5 separate regions of the Mus musculus genome follow, and regions 1, 2, 4 and 5 are each linked to region 3. The links are chromatin contacts, called in public HiChIP or PLAC-seq, Micro-C and promoter capture Hi-C maps. All regions are on one chromosome and are shown on one strand. The core of a region is the stretch at or near the end of the contact, and the rest is flanking DNA. Distances in the headings are between cores, read along the strand shown.

Region 1 (3,611 bases), core at 602-3,101, 430 kb before region 3:
TTGGCTTAGGATGATCTCAATTTCTGTGCAATTTTCTCAGAGAAGTGCTCACCCCAAAGTTAGCCGGGACAACCTCGGAGCTGAGGTCGTAGGGGGAGGCCTCGCCCCTGGGCCCTTCTTCTCCTGTAGGCTTTCCATTGGAGCCCCTGCCCTGCCCCCGAATCTAGAGAAGATGGGGTCAAAATCAGTAGCAAACTGGCACCTGCGGAAGAAGGACTTTAGAGGTGCCAAGGGCGGGTTCTGCACCGCATCTCTATTGCCAAGCTCAGCATTAATGGCCAAGCCCCCCATCGCTGAGAAGGAGGTGAAACGGGCATCCCGGCTGGGAGCTGGAGGACTCAGAAGCCCCGCTGGCAGGGCGCTGATAGGATCTGAGCGCTGAGAAGCAAGGCCTGGTCTCTTTGATCCTCCGCCAGGCAGGCTGGGCCTGGACCGGGAGGGGCGGTGCGGCTGTCTTCCGGCCGGCTTTGCGCCGCTGCCAGGGGTCCTGTGGGGCCGGGAGTCGGAGAGGCGGCCAGTGTCCTCCTTCACAAATTACCCACTGTTGTTTCAACTGCTTTCCCAAGAGGTGGAAGAGGTCTACATTGACTCCAACACCGAAACGTTCTTGAGGCGGAGGTGTGCGACCTTCAGTTTACTGCATGGCTATCCAAAGGGCCTAGTGTCTTACAGAAACAGTGATCGGTCGTGGTGAATTCGATGCTGGGTGCCAAGGAGATGCCACTGAAGACGCGGCCTTAACTAGCGTCTGAGTCAATGGGCTCCGGATGCAACTTCCCAGACTGAGCAGCTGCCTAAAGACCCCAAGAGAGAATTTCGTGACCCATGTGGCCGCCGGAAGTCTCAGTTCCTGGACAGCAGGTTCTAAGCGTCGAACTTAGTTGAAAAAGTCATAGCGGGCTGGAGAAACCACGTGAGTGGCCACGATCCTTCCTCGCCTCGAGCCACCACATGTCATATATTTATAGTGTTTGATTTGCACATGCAACAACAGGCAGGAGCTCAATAAATGTGTGAGGCGCTAATGCTTGTGTCTATGTAAGCAGGCTGTCTGGAATAAGGTCCCTAATCGGCACAGGGATGATCAAAAGGGCAGGTGTTTGTGTGTGTGTGTGTGTGTGTGTGTGTGTGTGTGTGTGTGTCAGGGTCCATCTAGTATCCCGGGGACGTAAGAAGCCTCCAGATTGAGCAAAGGACGCTGTTCACACCAAGGTTCCAAGTCATCCACAGGTTCCACCGGTCTAAGGAACCACCTTCTCCGCAACTTGGACGCAAGTTGTGGCTGTATGATAGTTAAGGAAATGGAGTTCCAGAGTTTAGTAATGGATTTCAGGTTAGAGAATAGCTGGAGAGCGAGCCCTTTAAGATTATTCCCAGTGGGCCTGTCCCGGTCTCTCCAGGGAGGGGAGGGCGGGGCCTGGGACGTTAGCCCCTCCCACCGCGGCCCCGCCCCGGCGCCCGCCCCGCCCCCGGCTCGCTGCCCGCGGTGCCTTTGATGTTCCGACCCGCCGGCTCCCAAAGCTGCTGTGCCCCGCGCCCTCGCCCCGCGCCCACTGGCCGCTCAGGCGGAGTCAGCGTGCGCTCCGCCCGCCGCGCTCCGGGCTCGGAGCCCCGCACCCTGGGCTCGCCGCCTTCCCGGCCGGCTCCGCGCCCCGCACCCGGCGCCCCGGCGGGCGCAGCGCACCATGCCGCAGCTGGACTCGGGCGGGGGCGGCGCGGGCGCAGGCGACGACCTCGGCGCGCCCGACGAGCTGCTGGCCTTCCAAGACGAAGGCGAGGAACAGGACGATAAGAATCGCGACAGCGCTGTGGGCCCGGAGCGGGACCTGGCAGAGCTCAAGTCCTCACTGGTGAATGAGTCCGAAGGCGCGGCCGCAGGCGCCGGGGTCCCGGGTCCCGGCGTCCGAGTACATGGAGAAGCCGAGGGAGCGCCCGAGGTGAGCCCGGCCCGCTCCTCCCCGGAGGACCTCGTCCCGAGTTGGTAGCGTGCGGACCCGCCCCCCCGCGCCACGGTCCTCGTGGGTCCCATCTCTGGAGCCCCTCCTGTTCCCTCCGCTCCTCATGGCCCCTCTGCTTCGCTCTGCAGGCCCTGGGACGGGAGCACACTTCGCAGAGACTTTTCCCGGACAAACTTCCAGAGTCCCTAGAGGACGGTGAGTTTTTGCGCGGCTGGGGAAGAAGGCGCTAGAACCGGGGGTGGGGGTGTGGGGGGCGGGTTTCCCGGGCGCCGCTGAGCTGGAGTCACTTCCGGTGCCCTGACCTTTATAGGAGTAAACAGACCCCCGCCATCTCCGCCTCCCCTCCAGCCCAGGTGACTGACTAATCCTTTGCCTTGAGGAGCAAGCCTTGGCTAAGGTTCCCAAGCAGGAGGGTGGGGTAGGGAGTCAAGTCCCGGTCGCGAAGTGGAGGTCTGGACTCGGGGGTCTTTCCTCAAAAACTTGCCTTTGCGGATATTTCCACCCGTTCGGAGGTCGCTGTTCCCTGTCAAGTCACGAACTTGAAGGGGACCCCTTGGCAGGGTTTTTTTTTTTTTTTTAACCCCCCTCCGGAGCAGACAGCCTTCAGTCCTTAGGAGCAGCTGGCTGGGCTGGTGTCTGACCCAGCTGTGGTTTTTCCAGGCCTGAAGGCCCCGGAGTGTGCCAGTGGCATGTACAAAGAGACTGTCTACTCTGCCTTCAATCTGCTCATGCCCTACCCACCGGCCTCCGGAGCAGGGCAGCATCCGCAGCCTCAACCCCCGCTGGTAAGTGACCGAAGCAGTCAGGCCCTGTAATGGGGCTGGCTACCTACTTGACCACACAGGTGATGCTTGGACAAAAAAGGACTTCTCTGCCCAATTCCTAGATGCTCTTGCCCAGTTAACATCCAGAGGAGTCTGACCCAAAAGGAGATCTCTGAAGGAGCGCCCCGGCTCCAGTCTTTCTCACTTGCTTTTGACCTTTGTCTTCCCAACTTGCTCAAGCAGGTGCCTGTGTTGGCCCACGGTGGGGTTGAAAACGTTTTTGAGCTGAGCCCATGCCATTCCCTAGCGTGATGTGCATGCTCTGAGCTAGAGCTCTGTGGTTAGCTTTTTTTTTTTTCCTTCAGAGAAGCGAGGGAACTCGGGTGTGAGAAGACTGGGTAAGAGACCTAATCTTTTCCGTTGCCCAGTTCCACTGTGTCCTGACTGCCGTGTATAAGTCCTTGCCGAGGACCCATGCCACATGGTGTAGGTTTTGAGCGGGCTGGGCTGCTCTCGCACACACAAGGAAAGGTTTGCTAAATGTAGGACAGATCAGGGTGTTGGTTAGGGGTCAGCAACGTGAATCAGTGTCAGGCTTGGCGACACGGCTGTATTCATCATGAGCCATGGCTTTGGCCCTTCAAGGCAAGCAAAGTGTGAAGGGCTGGTTCTGAGCTGGGTAGCAGCCAAATATGACTTTTGAAAAGTTCTGGGGTTCCTGAAAACTACTGGGATTCCAGAGTGTCCTCAGTCAGGAGTTAGGGTGTACAGGAAGCATGGAGGTCTGTTGGGTGTCGCCGTGAGCCCAGTGCAGGTTGGAGCCCCGGGGTAGAGCCTTGGATGGCGAGTGGCAGACCCATGCAGAAGGCTCCCCGGTAGGGGGCTAGGA
Region 2 (3,883 bases), core at 1,380-3,879, 270 kb before region 3:
TCTCTCTCACACACACACACACACACACACACACACACTCACACACACATACATACACACAGAGAGACACTCACACACACTCACACACACACATACTCACACACAGACACAGACACACACACACATACATACACACACACACATACATACACACATACACACACAGAGACACTCACACACACACATACATACACACACAGAGACACACACAGAGACACTCATACACACACACCACTTGAATATGTTTCTCAAGGGTATCTTCCTTCCATGATTACCAAATATGGGAATGAGTGTTGCCACAGGAAGAGTGGAGGAAAATATCAATGAGGGATGAGCAGGTATCACAGCTGAAGCACCTGACCTTGGAATGACAGACACAGGTGCAGTGCAGGAAGAGTGGGGAGAGCTATGCTAAACACAGGGAGTCCCTGGCCTCAACATTGGGTGAGCATTAATGCGTCCTTTCAGGTGTTTGTGGTTGTTGTGATTCTGTAGATGAGTCAATTGCAGTAGGGCACTGGGGCTTAGAAAGCAACACTCATCCACCAAACAAGGGACTCACAAGCAGGCACCCAGGGGTCAAAGGCCTGCTTAGGCAGAAGAGTCAGCCTATCACTATGATGGGACAGAGAAGTAAAACACCTTGGCCTTGAGGTTGTATAGTTTGGGAGTGTGCCTTTGTACACCGTATTCTTGGATTTAAGAGTGTCTTTATTAATTCATTCAGCAACCCTTGTTGAATATTTCTGGAATTTTCTGAAGCACCTTTGTGATTTTTATTCTTGTATTTTTGCTATTTTGTTGTATTTTTCATTTTGGGAAAGAAACACTATGTAGTTTAGGCTGACTTCAACGCCATTCATTGCCTCAGCCTTCAGATGGCTAGGATTATAGTGTGCTATGCACAGGAGTAGGTTGAGAGCTTTTAATGTCAATCAAATCCTGTCAATCAAATCCTGTCCAACTGTCTTTTGGGTTTTACGGCTAAGTAAACTAAAACCCACACAGGGGAACTTTCAAAATCTGTAATAAAATCCATGATTGAACTCGTCTGCATGGATCTATCCATGAACTGACTATAGAGATCACACAAATCAAAACAGCTTTGTTACACTAATTAAATGACATAGATAGACTTTGTGTTTATAATTCATACTTTATCAAGTTTTTCAAAGTGTCAAGATATTATTTTGAAATTATTAAATCTGCATTGACAGATTGTTCATTGATGATCATCTCTCTCAGTAAACTTGACAAGACAAGGCAGAAATCAGTCCAGCAAAAACTATTCGTAGTAAACACAACAAAAAGCTCTCTCAAGAAAAGGGTTATTTCTGTTATTTCACATACTTTCCTGTAATCTTAATCTTAATTGTAGATTAATATGATTGATATGATGAGCTGATATGACCTCATAAGCCCAGCACCTGGGAGGCTAAGGTAGGAAAGAGGACCTGGAGTTGTAGACTGGCCTGGTGTAGAGCAAAACCCTGTCTTAGGAAGAAAGGAAGGAAGGAAGGAAGGAAGGAAGGAAGGAAGGAAGGAAGGAAGAAGGTACTGGCTGTTATTCCAGAGGACCTGACACCTACTCACAATTATCTTCAACTCCAGTTCCAGGGAATCTGATGCCATCTTCTGGCCTCTATGGGCAATTTAAGTGTATGTGTACACACCCACACGTACAAATCTGTATCACAGATAAACACAAACATAGATTTAAAAATAAAAATAAATCAAAAAGAACAAACAGAAGACAAGGTGGTCTGAGATTTGTTTTCCACGGAACTGGGGATGAAACCAAGGCCTTGCACACAGTGGGCAGGCGCCCTGCCACCAAGCCCCAGCTCCAGCCCCCAAGATGCTCTTTCAAGTTTTGCTTATGGGAGCACAGGAAGGGGCAGGCGCTTAAGGCGTTTGTTTCCAGGAGCATAGAGAGCTGTGTTTGCATGCTGGTAGGATAGTCCAGTGCAGGCCAAGGTTAGAGGTGCCGCTGCTGCAGGCTGGTAGCTGTGAATGCAGGATACAGAGAGGCGTTGGTCTGGCTGTGCTTTGCAATATTAATCAATGACCAGCTCCAAAATTAAGAGTACACGCTGCTCTTGTAGAGGACCCAAGGTCAGTCCCCACCATTCATATGGGACTACTCACAATCAGTAGCTCTAGTTCCAGGGGATACGACACCCTCTTGTGGATTCCTCAGGCACCTGCACTCCCATGTGCACATATGTGCATGTACTGTGTGGGTGCATGTGTGCACAAACACACACAAAGTCAATTGAGATAGGGGCTGGAGAGATGGCTCAGTGATTAAGAGCATTTGCTGCCCTTGTAGGGGACCTGAAATCAGTTTCCAGCACTCATACTAGGTGCCTCTGGAAAAATCAATAATGTCTTCTGGCCATTCTGGGCACCACAAGCACATGGTGTAGAGACAAGCAGGAGAAACTCACAGCCTGATGACCACCTGAACTTCCCTCACACTCATATGGTAGAAGGAATTACTACAGGTTGTCTCTGACCTCCATGCATGTGCACCACAAGTAGTATAAATAAAACCTAGTTCAAATAGGTGCCATTGAGACAGGGAGTTCTGGGCACAAACTCTGGAGCACAGGATCTGTGACTTGTGCCAATAGTCACAAGAGCCAGCCCGCAAAGCTTCCTTCATGTCTCCCTAAGGTCCAGTCACAAAACACAGGTCACTTTCTCTAAACTTGAAAGCTATGTGCCTGCCCTTCAAAGCCCACTAAATAATTCCAGCAAAGGTAGGGGCGCTTGAAAGCCAAGGTCTCCCTGAGAATGCTCTTGTAGCAGGCCCTTCACTGCTCTGAATCAAGCTGATTCGCAACTAAAGTATGCCACACAAAGTGTCTGGCACAGTGAAAGCTCGGGGCTATGCAACTCCTCTCTCAGCAGCAGCTTCGGTATCACTGCTCTTGACTCCTCTGCATTCACTTACCGTCTTCAGGGATTCTTCCTTCTGCATGGAGTACTGATGTAAGCTAGTTCATTATGCCAGCTGTGCCCCGGGATCCCAGCACCAAACTGAGCAATTGGTGGAAACGGCAAATCACTTTATGCTGTGCTTCTGACGCAGGGCCATCTGCCACTCAGGCCGAAGACAGAAATGTTCTAGTGTTTCTAGGTAGCTTAAGCAAATAATCTCATTTCAAAAGCCTCACATACCCACAGTCCTATTTTTAAAGTGCTGGTTTCTGATTTCTAGTGTTCTGCATACCTCCTCCTACCCTGAGATAAACTTGGAAACTCAAGTCCTACAAAGACAATCCTTAAGATTCTGTTTTAAGGAAACCTCTGAGACAGGCTGGAAGGATGGTGGCTCAGCAGCTAAGAGTGCTGACTGCTCTTACAGGGTCCTTCCCCGGTTCATTTCTCAGAAGCTCAGAGCTTGGAGGCTCACAACTACCTGTAACCCTAGCTCCAAGAGGATCCAACGCCCTCTTCTGGCCTCTATCGATACTGGCTTTCAGGAATGCATTGTACCTTTCCCTCATGCAACCCTCCAACCCCCAAAAGCCTGGGTGTATGGTGGTGAATGCCTTAATTACAGCTATTTGAATCTCTGTGCATTCAAGGCCAGCCTGTACTACATAACAATTTCCAGGGCTACACAGTGAATCTCTGTTGGTATACCACACACACACACACACACACACACACACACACACACACACACACACCACAAACACCTATCTGTACATCAATGTATGTAAGAGAGGTCAGTTGTAGTGGTGTGCATCATAATGCCAGCTGGTTGGAGGTGGAGGCAGGAATGGGAATTCAAAGCTTACCTCTGCCACATAGTGAGTCTCAGCACAGCTGGTATGACCATCCAAAAAGAACAACAGATGGGGATTCAAAG
Region 3 (3,516 bases), core at 468-2,967:
ACAAACTTCAGTCTTGGAAAGGGAAAGGGATTTGAAACTCATCCACCTGCCTTCAAAAACAAAGGTGAGTTGGGGGGGAAATCATTGGATTATCTTGGAAGGGGTAGAATACATTGGCAAGGGTGAGAAGAGATGCCTTAGGGATGCTGGAGATGAGAGATGCCTTAGGGTTGCAGGGCCAGGCTTCCCCAAACCTCAGTCCAAAGCTAGCCAACCTCCCCAGCTGGAGCATTCCCAGGAGGCAAAAGGTTGCCCCCCACGTGCCTACCCCTCCAGGAGGCCTGCCCTTTTCCTTCCTAGAGAGAAGGTGAGCTCCCCAGGCACAGCGGGTTGGGTGGGTGTGGCCCGCAGCTCAGGGAACCGACCCAAGGCTCCGCCACTGCCGGCTAGCCGCCCGACAGCCCGCCCGCCTGGCGAGCGCAGGCTCTTCTTCCAGAAACTGCGAGGATTGGAGAGCACTGTTTGTGCACCACAAGGTCAAGTCGGGAAGTGGAGTCGGAGGAGGAGGGGCGAGAACGAGAGGGTGGGGAGAGGGGCGCCCCGCTTCTCTGCCAAGTACCAGCCCTGGGAAGTTGCCCCTCGGTTTTTAACCCTTTGCGGCTATAAGATGCACGAGGCAGAAGGAAGGGGGTACCCCGGGGCAAACTCCTCCTGAGGCTAGGACATGTTGCCACCCTGCTAGCCACCCACCCATCACAGTGCGCCTCACCCCCCCTCCGGAAATGCAGGGCAGCACCAGGCGCCAGGAGGCACCCGCGAGGGGGAGGGGGCAACAAGCCCAAGAAGGGACCCCCTCCCCTTAAGGACAGCCCCTCTCTTCCGGAGGTCGCCCACAATTTCAACTTTCCCTGCCTAGGATGCTAGTTTGCATTTGGTGTGGGTGGGGGAGGAGGACCGCGCCCCCTCCCCCAGCCCCTTGCGCGCCCCTCCCCTGCACTCCTGCCAGCACTTTCTGCTCACTTCTGGCGCTGCAAAAAACGCCACGCGATTTATTCGATTTCGATTTTAAAACCAGTGATTCCGAAACCGGGCGGAGGGCGAGGGTCTTCCAGCACCAGAGTCCCTGGGGGTGGGGCGGGCGAGCTGGGTACTCCGTGCAAGCCTCGTTTCCTCCGCGAGTGTCGCCTCCAAGCTGTTATTTGCAAAGAAACGTCTTTTTGACGCAGGGAGAAATGGCAAATTTTAAGTACGTCATTAATATGGCGCCAAAAGATTTTTTTAAGTATAAGCTTGCTTTTTTTTTTTTTTAAAGGTTGTGGGGGGCTCCGCCTGGGTCTGGGGCGCGAAGGGGGCGGGGTGTGAGCAGAAAGTGTGAGTGAGCGAGTGGAGGGGCGGGGTATGTGTGTGAGTGTGTGAAGTGTGAGCCGACCTGATGGGACTTGCACGGGCTCAGCCGGCGCTCGGGCCCGGCCCTGGGGACAGGGCGGGTTGGGGGCGCCCCGGAGTCCACGAGGAGTCCGGGCCCGCGTGCAGGCGGGCGGGTGACCGTGTAGGGCACCCCCCCGGGGGGGCCGCAACGCTACCTGGGACTGTCGCCGGAGCCAAACAACTGGGAAGGGGGGGGGGAACACGACAGGGGGGTGCCGGGAGCGGAGATCCGAGTGAATTAGAAAAAAGTGGCTACTCCCCCTCCCTCTCTTCTTGCCCGCCCCCACCCCACCCCACCCCCACCCCAACACATTTTTTCCCCCTCTAAAGAGATCACAAGGAAGTCTTGGTTTAAAAAGAAACAGAAACATACACAGGGGGTTGGTGAATGGTGCCGACCGCGGCCATCGCAGTTGGAGGCTATTTTTTTGGGGGGTGAGTAGCGTCCATGGAGTTACTTTGCGCCCACTCCTAGTGGCACCAGCTCTGAGCTGGAGGGCTGACCATCTTCCCAGCAGGGGTGCGGGGCTTGGGGGGCGCCGCGGCCCGGTCGCCTCCCTCGCCACGACCCCGGATGGATGCGCGCCCCCCGCCCTCCCGCGCCGGCCCCAGGAGCTCCTGGCTTCGGGAGCATCCTTCCCGCGCCGGCCCCCGCCGCCGCGCGTAGCCGAGGGCAGCGCCCCTCGGGAGGGCACCGCGGAGCAAGGTAAGAGCCAGCCCCCAGCGGATGGGCCCTGCGCATCTCCACGGCATTATTTTGTGGGCTTTTTTTTTTTTTCAACAGATCTGCCAGTGCTCCTCGCTCCCTCTCTCTTGCTCGCTCGCTCCCTCTCTCGCTGGCTGCCTGTTCTAGGAAGCCAGCGCGGGGGGTGGGGGGGGGGGACGCACAGCACTGGGGAGAGAGATTGCGCATGTTGGTCAGCCGTGTTTTAAAGAGTACAGTGCGGGGAGGCTGAGAGGGGCGCATGCAACAACTTTTGGAAGGGTGAGCCTGGCGACCTTCTTTATTAATGACTGCGGCAAAGCGCCCCTGGGCCGGCGAGGGGGCGCGGGCGGGTGGGGGCGCTGGGGCTGCAACTTGCCTCGCGGGCTCCGGCCGGCCCGAGGGGCTGCGGCGCTACCGGGGTGCGGGGTGGGGAGGCTGAGTGGCGGGCACCGGGGCACGGGAAACCTGGAGCTATCTGCCCTTCTGTCTCCCGAGTTTCATTTTGTTGATACGCAGCACGTCCGGGTGCCGAACCGGGCTGAGCCGATGCACATGACCCCGCACTGGGCTCACGTGCAGCCGGTCCAGTCCTAGACACCTTCCGGGGGCCACCGCCTCCGCCCTGCGCCCCCTTTCCAGGCTGGGTGCACGAGGGAGCTGCACGCGGGGGCAGCATGCTCGGTTCTTGGGTTCAGAGGCATTGCACAAATTAGTTTTTTTTTTTTTTCTTCTTAAGGGGCGGGGGACAACGTTCCCAGGTGAGTGCTGGGTGCGCAGTCCAGGCAGCCAGGGTGCATACTGGGGTAGTGGACAGCAGCTCTCCGGTGCTGCGCGGGAGTCCGGTGGGGGAGAGGCACCGCGAGAGTGGAAATGTACCGGCGACGGCCGGAGCGGCGGGTGCGCGCTCGCGGGGCGACGGCAGGGGGCGTGGCCCTTGTTTACCTTCTCCCAACTCTGCTGGTTCGCGTCCCGCTTCAGGGACGACTCTGCAGCTCCCCCCTCTTCCCTCCGCCCTTACTAAAACTCTGGGTGGTACCTAAGAGCAGCAGACAAGTGGAGGGCCCTGCCTGGGACACACGCACCTGACCCCAAAATGAGTGACATTGCAGCCCCCGCCCCCACCAAACATTGCTGCAGTCCTTCTGCCGGATCCCCGGCCCCGCCCCGCCCCCGGCAGTGGCATCTTCCCGGCTCACCTCCTTCCTCCCTCTCCCTCCCTCCTTCCCACCCACTTGCCTGCGCCTGCGGAGCGGCTCTCGCTCGCCCACTCCCCGCCTGGGTGCAGACTTGTGGCTCCCCATGGTCCCTTCCCGCCCATCCCTGGGCTCTGAGACATCCCCTTCTCCGAGCAAGGGGTGATCCTGGGTCAGCTTGGAGACTCGTAGCTTTTCTGCCGGAGGGTGAGGACATCTGCAAAACCGGCTTGGAGGCTTTCCTCTACC
Region 4 (3,547 bases), core at 525-3,024, 460 kb before region 3:
CACAAAGCAATGGGTTAGATCCCAAACCTGCATAAAACTGGGCGGGGTGGAGCATGCCTGCAAACCCAGAACTGGGGATGTGGGTGGCAGGAGGATCAGAAACTGGAGGTCACTCAAGGTAATGAGTTTGAGGCCAGTTCAGGTTACCCAAGACCCTGTCTAGGGAGAGAGGAGAAGTTTGGTGGGTGCGTTTGAAGTCTCTGGTTTTCAAGCTCAGGTCGGGGTGAGGTTTGCTCTTCACTAATTTCCCCCTTTGCCCAGGATGGAAGAGTTTTTGATTGAGAAAAATAAAGGTTTAAGGGGAAGGTTTAGTCTCTTAAGAGAAGAAATGCTTGGAGTTATTTACAAGGCACCCTAATGCACATTAAATGTTACCAGGTTATCTCTTCAGCCCTCCCTTGGGAACCTATGTTATGTTTCCACAGAGGCCCAAATGTGGTGAGAGCAGGCAGGCTGAGCTACGGAAAGGCCTCATTTCAGGAAAACATACTCACATGCTCCAACGGGGAGTTAGGCAGGGGGGGTCTCAGTGCCTGGGCCCCTCTCCACTCCCAACCGTGAAGGGCTCCTCTTAACCAAGCAGGGTGGGGCTGATCTTCAGACAGGAAGCCACATCCAATCCCTGCCTTCTGGGGTTAGAGACCCCTGAAGAGGATGCTTGCAGAATGGATTATCATACACATGCAGAGAAAAGAGATCAAATCTGGTGTGGGGGCAAATATTGTTGTCCCAGCACTTGGGAGGAAGCACCAATGGATCAGAGAGTTCAAGGTCATCGTCTGCTATATAGTAAATTAGGGGTCAAGCTGGACTACAAGAGACCCTATATTAAAACCAGTCAGCCATCCAGCAAGCTAATATCAGAGGAGAGTGACAGGGGTCAACAGAGGGTAAGAACTGGCATACTACAGAGGACAGGGACAAGCAGGCTCAGTCAGAACCATGCAGTCAGCCCAGGAAACTAATAAGACTGTGGCCTCTTTAGGGACCCACAAAGGCCTGGGTGCCATCAGCACAAACAGAGGCAAGGGTGCGTTCAAGGAGGTCGAAGGCTCCTATGGATGAAGGACTCCATAGTAGGGCGTTCAGACTCAGCACACAGGAGGTGGGCAAGGATGAGAAGCAAAGATGTCTGGTTTTGACACGGTCCCTCGGGCATCTGAGGAAGATGCTTTGACCACCATCAAGTGGTCTGTGGGTGGAAAGAGATGAGGCAGAACTGTGAAGACATAGTGGAGGAAGACCCTCATAGGTGCCAGGGGGAGGGGCTGCACGCGGGGACACCGAGGAAAAGAGACAGGCAGTCTTTGTCTCCGCTGGGGAAGGGAATGAGGAAGAGGAAAGCCAGGAGATACCTCCTGGGTGACTGTCTAGGCCACGGGCACAGAGCAGGTGGTATCCCAGGAACATGCAAAGAGCCTGGCTTGTCTGCAGACATGCGACTTCAGTGAGGATTGATAGAACATGTGTGTACTGCAGGCTCACTAAGTGCTTGGCCAGAGTCCGCTTTCACCGGCAAAGCAATTGATGATCTAGACCACCCTCCAGGCCTTTGCCCAGCCTTCCCGGAAGAAGTGGTTCTGCTGAGACTTTTGCCAGAAAGACCCCGAAGCACACTGATACCCTCAAACATTCATCCCCAGGAGCCCAAGCCATCAGGGCGCCCCAGAGCTGAACAGAAAGAGAACACAAGCTGTCGTCAACACAGGAAAAACCCAGGCTTCCTGTTTGAACTTGGGCAGGCACTGGAAGCTGTGAGTGATGTTAGAGTGGCCTGCGGTGGGGGCTTCTCACAGTGGCTGTGAAGCCTGACTTCCAGCTGCTTGCAGGGTGTGCGGGGCCCAGTGGGCGTGTGGCCGGGTAGAAGGATCGCTGCATCCACACAGGCAGGCCACAGGCCAGGTGACATCAAAGCCAGCTGAGCTGCGGTCTCTCAAAGGCTGCTCATTGTGGTCGGTCGCCCTCGATAAGAATGCGCCATCAGAGATGGAGGGCATCTGTAGTCACAGTCCCCACTGGCCCTCATTTAAAAGAAGAAAAAAAAAAGTAAGCCATTGCTAGGTCCTTGGAAACTGGTGGTGTCCTCTTTTGCCCTACTTGAGGTCAAGGGGTCCGCTCTGTACAAGAACGTTGCTGTTGGCATAAGCTTCCTGAGGGACCATGGATAGGGGCTCCTCTCCTCTCCTCTCCCAGTTTCAAACCCATGAAAGAAAAAGAGTCCTATAGAAACTTCCAGGTTAGGCTCCCCAATAGGGCAAGTGTTGGGCACCAGCAGCTGACTTAACTGTGGCCCTATCCTGTATACACAGAGTGAGCTAATAGCTTTACCCCATTTATTTATTTATTTATTTATTTATTTATTTATAGACAGTGTTTCTTTTCTTGTCGTTCTCTTTTTCTTTTTTCATTTGTTTTGGTTTTGGGTTTTCAAGACAGGGTTTCTCCGTGTACTCCTGGCTATCCTGGAATTTACTCTGTAGACCAGATTGGCCTTAGACTCAGAGATCCATCTGCCTTTGCCTCCTGAGTGCTGGGATTGAAGGCGAGTGCTACCACAGCCCAACAAAGACAGTTTCCTTAAAGAGAAAAACTTTCAAATTTCATTTCTTTTTTTTTTCCATTTTTTATTAGGTATTTAGCTCATTTACATTTCCAATGCTATACCAAAAATCCCCCATACCCACCCACCCCCACTCCCCTACCCACCCACTCACCCTTTTTGGCCCTGGCGTTCCCCTGTACTGGGGCATATAAAGTTTGCGTGTCCAATGGGCCTCTCTTTGCAGTGATGGCCGACTAGGCCATCTTTTGATACATATGCAGCTAGAGTCAAGAGCTCCGGGGTACTGGTTAGTTCATAATGTTGTTCCACCTATAGGGTTGCAGATCCCTTTAGCTCCTTGGGTACTTTCTCTAGCTCCTCCATTGGGAGCCCTGTGATCCATCCAATAGCTGACTGTGAGCATCCACTTCTGTGTTTGCTAGGCCCCGGCATAGTCTCACAAGAGACAGCTATATCTGGGTCCTTTCGATAAAATCTTGCTAGTGTATGCAATGGTGTCAGCGTTTGGAAGCTGATTATGGGGTGGATCCCTGGATATGGCAGTCTCTACATGGTCCATCCTTTAGTCTCAGCTCCAAACTTTGTCTCTGTAACTCCTTCCATGGGTGTTTTGTTCCCACTTCTAAGGAGGGGCATAGTGTCCACACTTCAGTCTTCATTTTTCTTGAGTTTCATGTGTTTAGCAAATTGTATCTTATATCTTGGGTATCCTAGGTTTTGGGCTAATATCCACTTATCAGTGAGTACATATTGTGTGAGTTCCTTTGTTCAAATTTCATTTCTATCACCATTGTGTGTATATGTGTGTGTTGTGTGTGTATGTATATGACGTGTGTATGTTGTGTGTGTATATATAACGTGTGTATGTTGGGGGTCAAAGGCATGCTCATGCCACAGTGAATGAGTAGACATCAGAGGACAACTTTCAGGACTCAGTTCTCTTGTTCTACCCTGTGGTTCCAGGACACTAACCCAGGTCATCAG
Region 5 (3,819 bases), core at 1,190-3,689, 480 kb before region 3:
GCACCATCTTATTTGTTCTTCACAGGCAGTTATGCTAGAGTGGATGAGGCCGCCGGGGTTCAGAAAGGCAGAGCAACTACTCAAGGACACACAACAAGCCAGACTAGGAGCAGCTCAGCTTTGGACCACACCAGGGCCAGGAACTAACTCACTCAGAGCAGGATTCAATTGCCTGGTGGGAGGTGACTATAGAATGAGGACTTTCGCTGCCAACAGCTCCTCATTCTCATTCTGATGGCGCACTCATGATGGGGATGGGTAGGCTTTTGTTAAAGGCCACCATTTTTTAGTCCTTAGGAACTGAGCAAAGCAGTGGCTCCCAATCTCATCCAATCCTCCCTGCATCCCCAGAGGGAGGTATCTTCATTAGCCCATTTCAGAGATGATAATGCTGAAGCAGGGGTCTGCAAGATGGCTCAGCGGCTAAAGGCGATTGCTGCCCAGGTCTGGTGACTGAAGTTTGGTCCCCGAGATCATAAAAAGTGGAAGGAGAGAACCAACTCCACAGAGCTGTCCTCTGACCTCCGCACATGTCCCCATAGTAGGCGTGCTTCCTAACACAATAATAACGTGTAAGATAAAATAAGAAAGAAAAAGCTGAGCAGACGGTGCCTTTCTAAAGCACTGCACGGCAGGCGCTCTTCTGGATCCCACCCAGTCTCCCCTTCCCTCCTGGGGGTCTGCTCTAGGATCAACTTGAGTTGCACTTTGGAACCTAAGCTTCAAGGTCACCCCCTCTTGCTGGCGGGACATCTGCACGGGAACTCTGTTCCTTCCCACCCTTGCTCAGCTTACATGGCACAGGTGTGCGCCAACGGCCCCCACCAACGGCAGCCAACATCCGGGTGTCTGCTCCCCACCAGTGAAAGACCTGAGCCATATTTCTTGCCTGCGTCCCCAGCTGCTGGGCCCACAGGAAAGCCCCCGGGGTGTCCTTGAACTCACAAAGCTTTGCCCAGCTAGCTGCCATCTTAGCTCCTACAATGCACATCTGTCTTCCACAGACCGTAGCTCCGTGGCACATGAGGTGTGCGCGGCTGTGTACATCTCTGTGTACACATCTCTCTGTGCACCTGTATGTGAAGCTATATGTGTATATGTGATCTGTGCAGGTTGTGTGTGCACCTCGTTACCCGTGTGTGTTTTCACTGTATGCACGCCATGTGTGAGCTCTGCTGGTCTGTGTGTTTGTAGAAGTAACTGGTACCCACACTGTGCACCCATCACTGGCCCTTCTGTCCACCCAGTCAACACTGCCTCCCGGTGTCATTTTGAGGGTTAGCACACAGAAGAGACCAGCCCCACACATGGCTGACTCCTTGTAAGCTCATCTTCCTTGGAGACACCCTCAGCCTACTCTAGACAGATGGCAGGGCCCAGACTGAAGCATTTGGTGAATGAACTGCTGCTAGGACCAAAGGGTCCAGCAACTCCCAACAGAATGAACTCTGCACAGCCCTGTGCCTTGACGTCTTCAGTCAGATCATGGGCTGAACTTCCACGAAGCCCACAATGAATAAAGTTACAGGTTCCAACCAGCAAAATGGCACATCACATAAAGGCACGTGCCACGGAGCCTGACAACCAGATCCTCATGGTAGAAGGCGAGAACAGATTTCTGGAGGTTGTCTTCTGACCTCCACATGTGCACCATGTGCTATCCTCACCAAATGCATATGCTTTCGTGCATGCATGTGTGCGTGTGTGCGTGCGTGTGTGCATGCATGCATGTGTATGTGTGTGTGAGTGTGCACATGCATGTCTGTCCTAGGGTGTTGGCTTCACATCCCAATGTAACAGACAGACAGGAGTACACCCCTCACCACCTAGAGGACTGAGGTCCTAGCCAAGGCACCAATAGAGCAGTGGCTTTTCAGCGGCTCTCTTCAGTGGCTGTGCCTCTCTCTCCAGCAGCCATGGCTCTCTTTTCTGTGGCCTTGCCTTTTTTCACTGCTGGCCTCTGCTGTCATTCCTTGGCTCCTGACGTGATCCCAGTCCCCACGCCAGCACATCTCCAGCCAGGCTCAGCTTCTGCTGTGATTCCAGCAATGTCACTGAGCCTGCTTGGGGAATGGCCTCTCTCTAAGACCTGAGCTTCCCTATATCTGTAAATCTCTGTTTGCTGAGTAACATAACTTTGTCACAGGCTCTGGGGAGTTTACAATTATGTTAGAGATAAGTGTCAAAACAGGGTAAGAATAGAAAGAAGAAGAAACCCCATAGGTGCCCTAGACCTGTTTGCCAGTGAATCCCCCCTACAGCAAGGAACACATTTTTGCACCACTTTTTCTTCCTTTTTTCCAAATCTGTTGTTTCAAGACAAGGTCTCATGGAGCCCAGGCTTGCCTCAGACTCATCTTGTAGCTGAGGATGACTGATCTCCAGAGGGCAAGGCTTATAGCAGCATGCTGCCATACCCGGATAAACCTGGGTTTCCCCGGAGAGCTGGCATTTCCTGCACCCAGAGCAGAGGCAGAGAAGGAGGCAGCCCAGAGGAGCCCAGCCCTCTTCTGACTTCCTGTGGCTTTTGGAGCCAAGAAAAGGGAACAATTCTCTCCTTTGTGGCGTGTGGTTGTCCCTGACAATGGCATTCTTCAGGAATTAGGATATTAAGGATTTAATAACTACTTGATATGCAGTAAAACATTCCATTACACTTCTGGAAAGCGCCATCCTCATCTCTTACAGGAATCCACCAAGTGTCTTTTAATTAAGCTGGTTCTCAATGAGACTCGTCCTTGGTGCGGTAATTTTCTGAATGAAGCTACCCTGGAGTACTAATTACTTGGTTTCTAATGCCCAAGGTGCTCTGCCAATGTGGTGGCGAGGGTGGGGCTGACCTGCTGGGACGCGACAAGGTCTTTGTGGGCGGCAAATGGATGCCAGAGGTGAAGTCTCCCAGGATCCAGGTTTCAGATACTGCATTCTTACAGTGTCAGGCCACCGGTTTGTGGCGGTTTGATACAACTCCTACTAAGAACTAGTGCACATGAGTAGTTAAGGGGCTACCAACTGTTACTTGTCTCACATTCTATCATACCCACTCTAATTATCTTCTCCTCCTCCTCCTCCTCCTTCATTATTACTATCTTTGTTGTTATTGAGACAGGCTCAATCTCACTATGTAGCTGTTTTGGAATTCACTAATATAGAACAGGTTGTCCTTGAATTCACAGAGACCTACCTGCTTCTCCCTCCCAAGTATACTGGGATTAAGGGTATGCCCTACCATGCCTAGCCTTTAATATATATATATAAATTTGTGGGTGTTCTGTGAGAGTTGCGTGTGCACATATAACCATGTAACCACAACCACAGGTTCCCATGGAAGGTAGAAGAGGGTATCAGAACCCTCCTGGAACTGGTATATAAGCAGTTGTGAGCCACCTGACTTGAGTGCTAGGAACTGAACTCCAGTCCTCTGAAAGGGCAGCAAGTGCTACCGTGCCTTTTCCAGCCTCTGGCTGATGTAATAATTAGAATCTGACTTCCTTGAGATGAGCCTCAACTCCTGTGTATTCATATAGTCATTCATATTCCTCTCTCTCTCTCTCTCTCTCTCCTCTCTCTCTCTCTCTCTCTCTCTCATGTGTGTGTGTGTCCTCTAGTTTTTAAGGCTAGGATCTCGTGCAGCCCCAGGTGGTCTGGAATTTGCTATCTAGCTGAGGAGAGTCTTGAACTCCTGATCCTCCTCCCGCAACCTTCCCAGCACAGTGCTGGGACCCTGGGCACCACTCCCAACCTCCTCTCTCTTAACGAGACAGGGTCTCGCTATGCAGCTGACGCTGACTTGAACTTTTGATCCTCTCAATAAAGCAA

The links. Promoter capture Hi-C pulls out the DNA fragments that hold promoters and counts their contacts. Hi-C and Micro-C count contacts between places; a contact is called where the count stands out from the background. HiChIP or PLAC-seq counts read pairs in DNA pulled down with a chosen protein or histone mark.
Region 1: a Micro-C map of embryonic stem cells shows a contact between it and region 3, with 2.1 times the contacts expected there. The contact joins the promoter of Tcf7 here to the promoter of Jade2 in region 3. A contact is called at or near these places in 2 of 39 promoter capture datasets (the C10 cell line and pre-B cells), 4 of 484 Hi-C or Micro-C datasets (CD4 T cells and embryonic stem cells) and 4 of 115 datasets of contacts at active chromatin or transcription factors (the SCID.adh cell line, astrocytes, double positive thymocytes and 1 more).
Region 2: a promoter capture Hi-C map of trophoblast stem cells shows a contact between it and region 3, with 4 times the contacts expected there. The contact joins the enhancer-like site here to the promoter of Jade2 in region 3. A contact is called at or near these places in 10 of 39 promoter capture datasets (the 3T3-L1 cell line, the C10 cell line, the HPC-7 cell line and 6 more), 2 of 115 datasets of contacts at active chromatin or transcription factors (large pre-B cells and stem cell-derived neural progenitor cells) and 1 of 9 other capture datasets (embryonic stem cells).
Region 4: an H3K27ac HiChIP or PLAC-seq map of large pre-B cells shows a contact between it and region 3, with 3 times the contacts expected there. The contact joins the enhancer-like site here to the promoter of Jade2 in region 3. A contact is called at or near these places in 4 of 39 promoter capture datasets (the C10 cell line, cranial neural crest and liver) and 2 of 115 datasets of contacts at active chromatin or transcription factors (bone marrow-derived macrophages and large pre-B cells).
Region 5: an HNF4G HiChIP or PLAC-seq map of pancreatic cancer cells shows a contact between it and region 3. The contact joins the enhancer-like site here to the promoter of Jade2 in region 3. A contact is called at or near these places in 11 of 39 promoter capture datasets (the 3T3-L1 cell line, the C10 cell line, the HPC-7 cell line and 7 more), 2 of 484 Hi-C or Micro-C datasets (the N1E-115 cell line and embryonic stem cells), 7 of 115 datasets of contacts at active chromatin or transcription factors (bone marrow-derived macrophages, embryonic stem cells, large pre-B cells and 3 more) and 1 of 9 other capture datasets (embryonic stem cells).

What each region holds. Positions count from the first base shown.
Region 1 is chr11:52,281,254-52,284,864 of GRCm38.p6, reverse strand. It overlaps Tcf7 (transcription factor 7, T cell specific), which reads left to right and starts at 1,851. Exons shown (of 11, transcript NM_001313981.1): 1 at 1,851-1,937; 2 at 2,087-2,153; 3 at 2,619-2,743. The coding sequence starts at 2,648.
Region 2 is chr11:52,128,972-52,132,854 of GRCm38.p6, reverse strand. No RefSeq gene overlaps it. Among named protein-coding and RNA genes, the nearest start is that of Mir3061, 4.2 kb to the right of the region's middle. Within about 2 kb of position 2,629, at least 8 of the 459 cell types and tissues checked have an H3K27ac peak or open chromatin away from gene starts, as enhancers often do. A contact at or near this core is called in trophoblast stem cells, where this site is marked.
Region 3 is chr11:51,855,869-51,859,384 of GRCm38.p6, reverse strand. Jade2 (jade family PHD finger 2) reads left to right here and starts at 1,717. Exons shown (of 13, transcript NM_001357588.2): 1 at 1,717-2,074. The coding sequence starts at 1,947. It overlaps Gm30110 (a long non-coding RNA gene), which reads right to left. Exons shown (of 2, transcript XR_388628.2): 2 at 2,788-3,464.
Region 4 is chr11:52,316,903-52,320,449 of GRCm38.p6, reverse strand. It overlaps Gm30217 (a long non-coding RNA gene), which reads right to left. Exons shown (of 3, transcript XR_388631.3): 3 at 1,730-2,021. Among named protein-coding and RNA genes, the nearest start is that of Gm30217, 11 kb to the right of the region's middle. Within about 2 kb of position 1,774, at least 69 of the 459 cell types and tissues checked have an H3K27ac peak or open chromatin away from gene starts, as enhancers often do.
Region 5 is chr11:52,336,716-52,340,534 of GRCm38.p6, reverse strand. No RefSeq gene overlaps it. Among named protein-coding and RNA genes, the nearest start is that of Gm51894, 20 kb to the left of the region's middle. Within about 2 kb of position 2,439, at least 69 of the 459 cell types and tissues checked have an H3K27ac peak or open chromatin away from gene starts, as enhancers often do. A contact at or near this core is called in the HPC-7 cell line, the N1E-115 cell line, pancreatic cancer cells and 3 more, where this site is marked.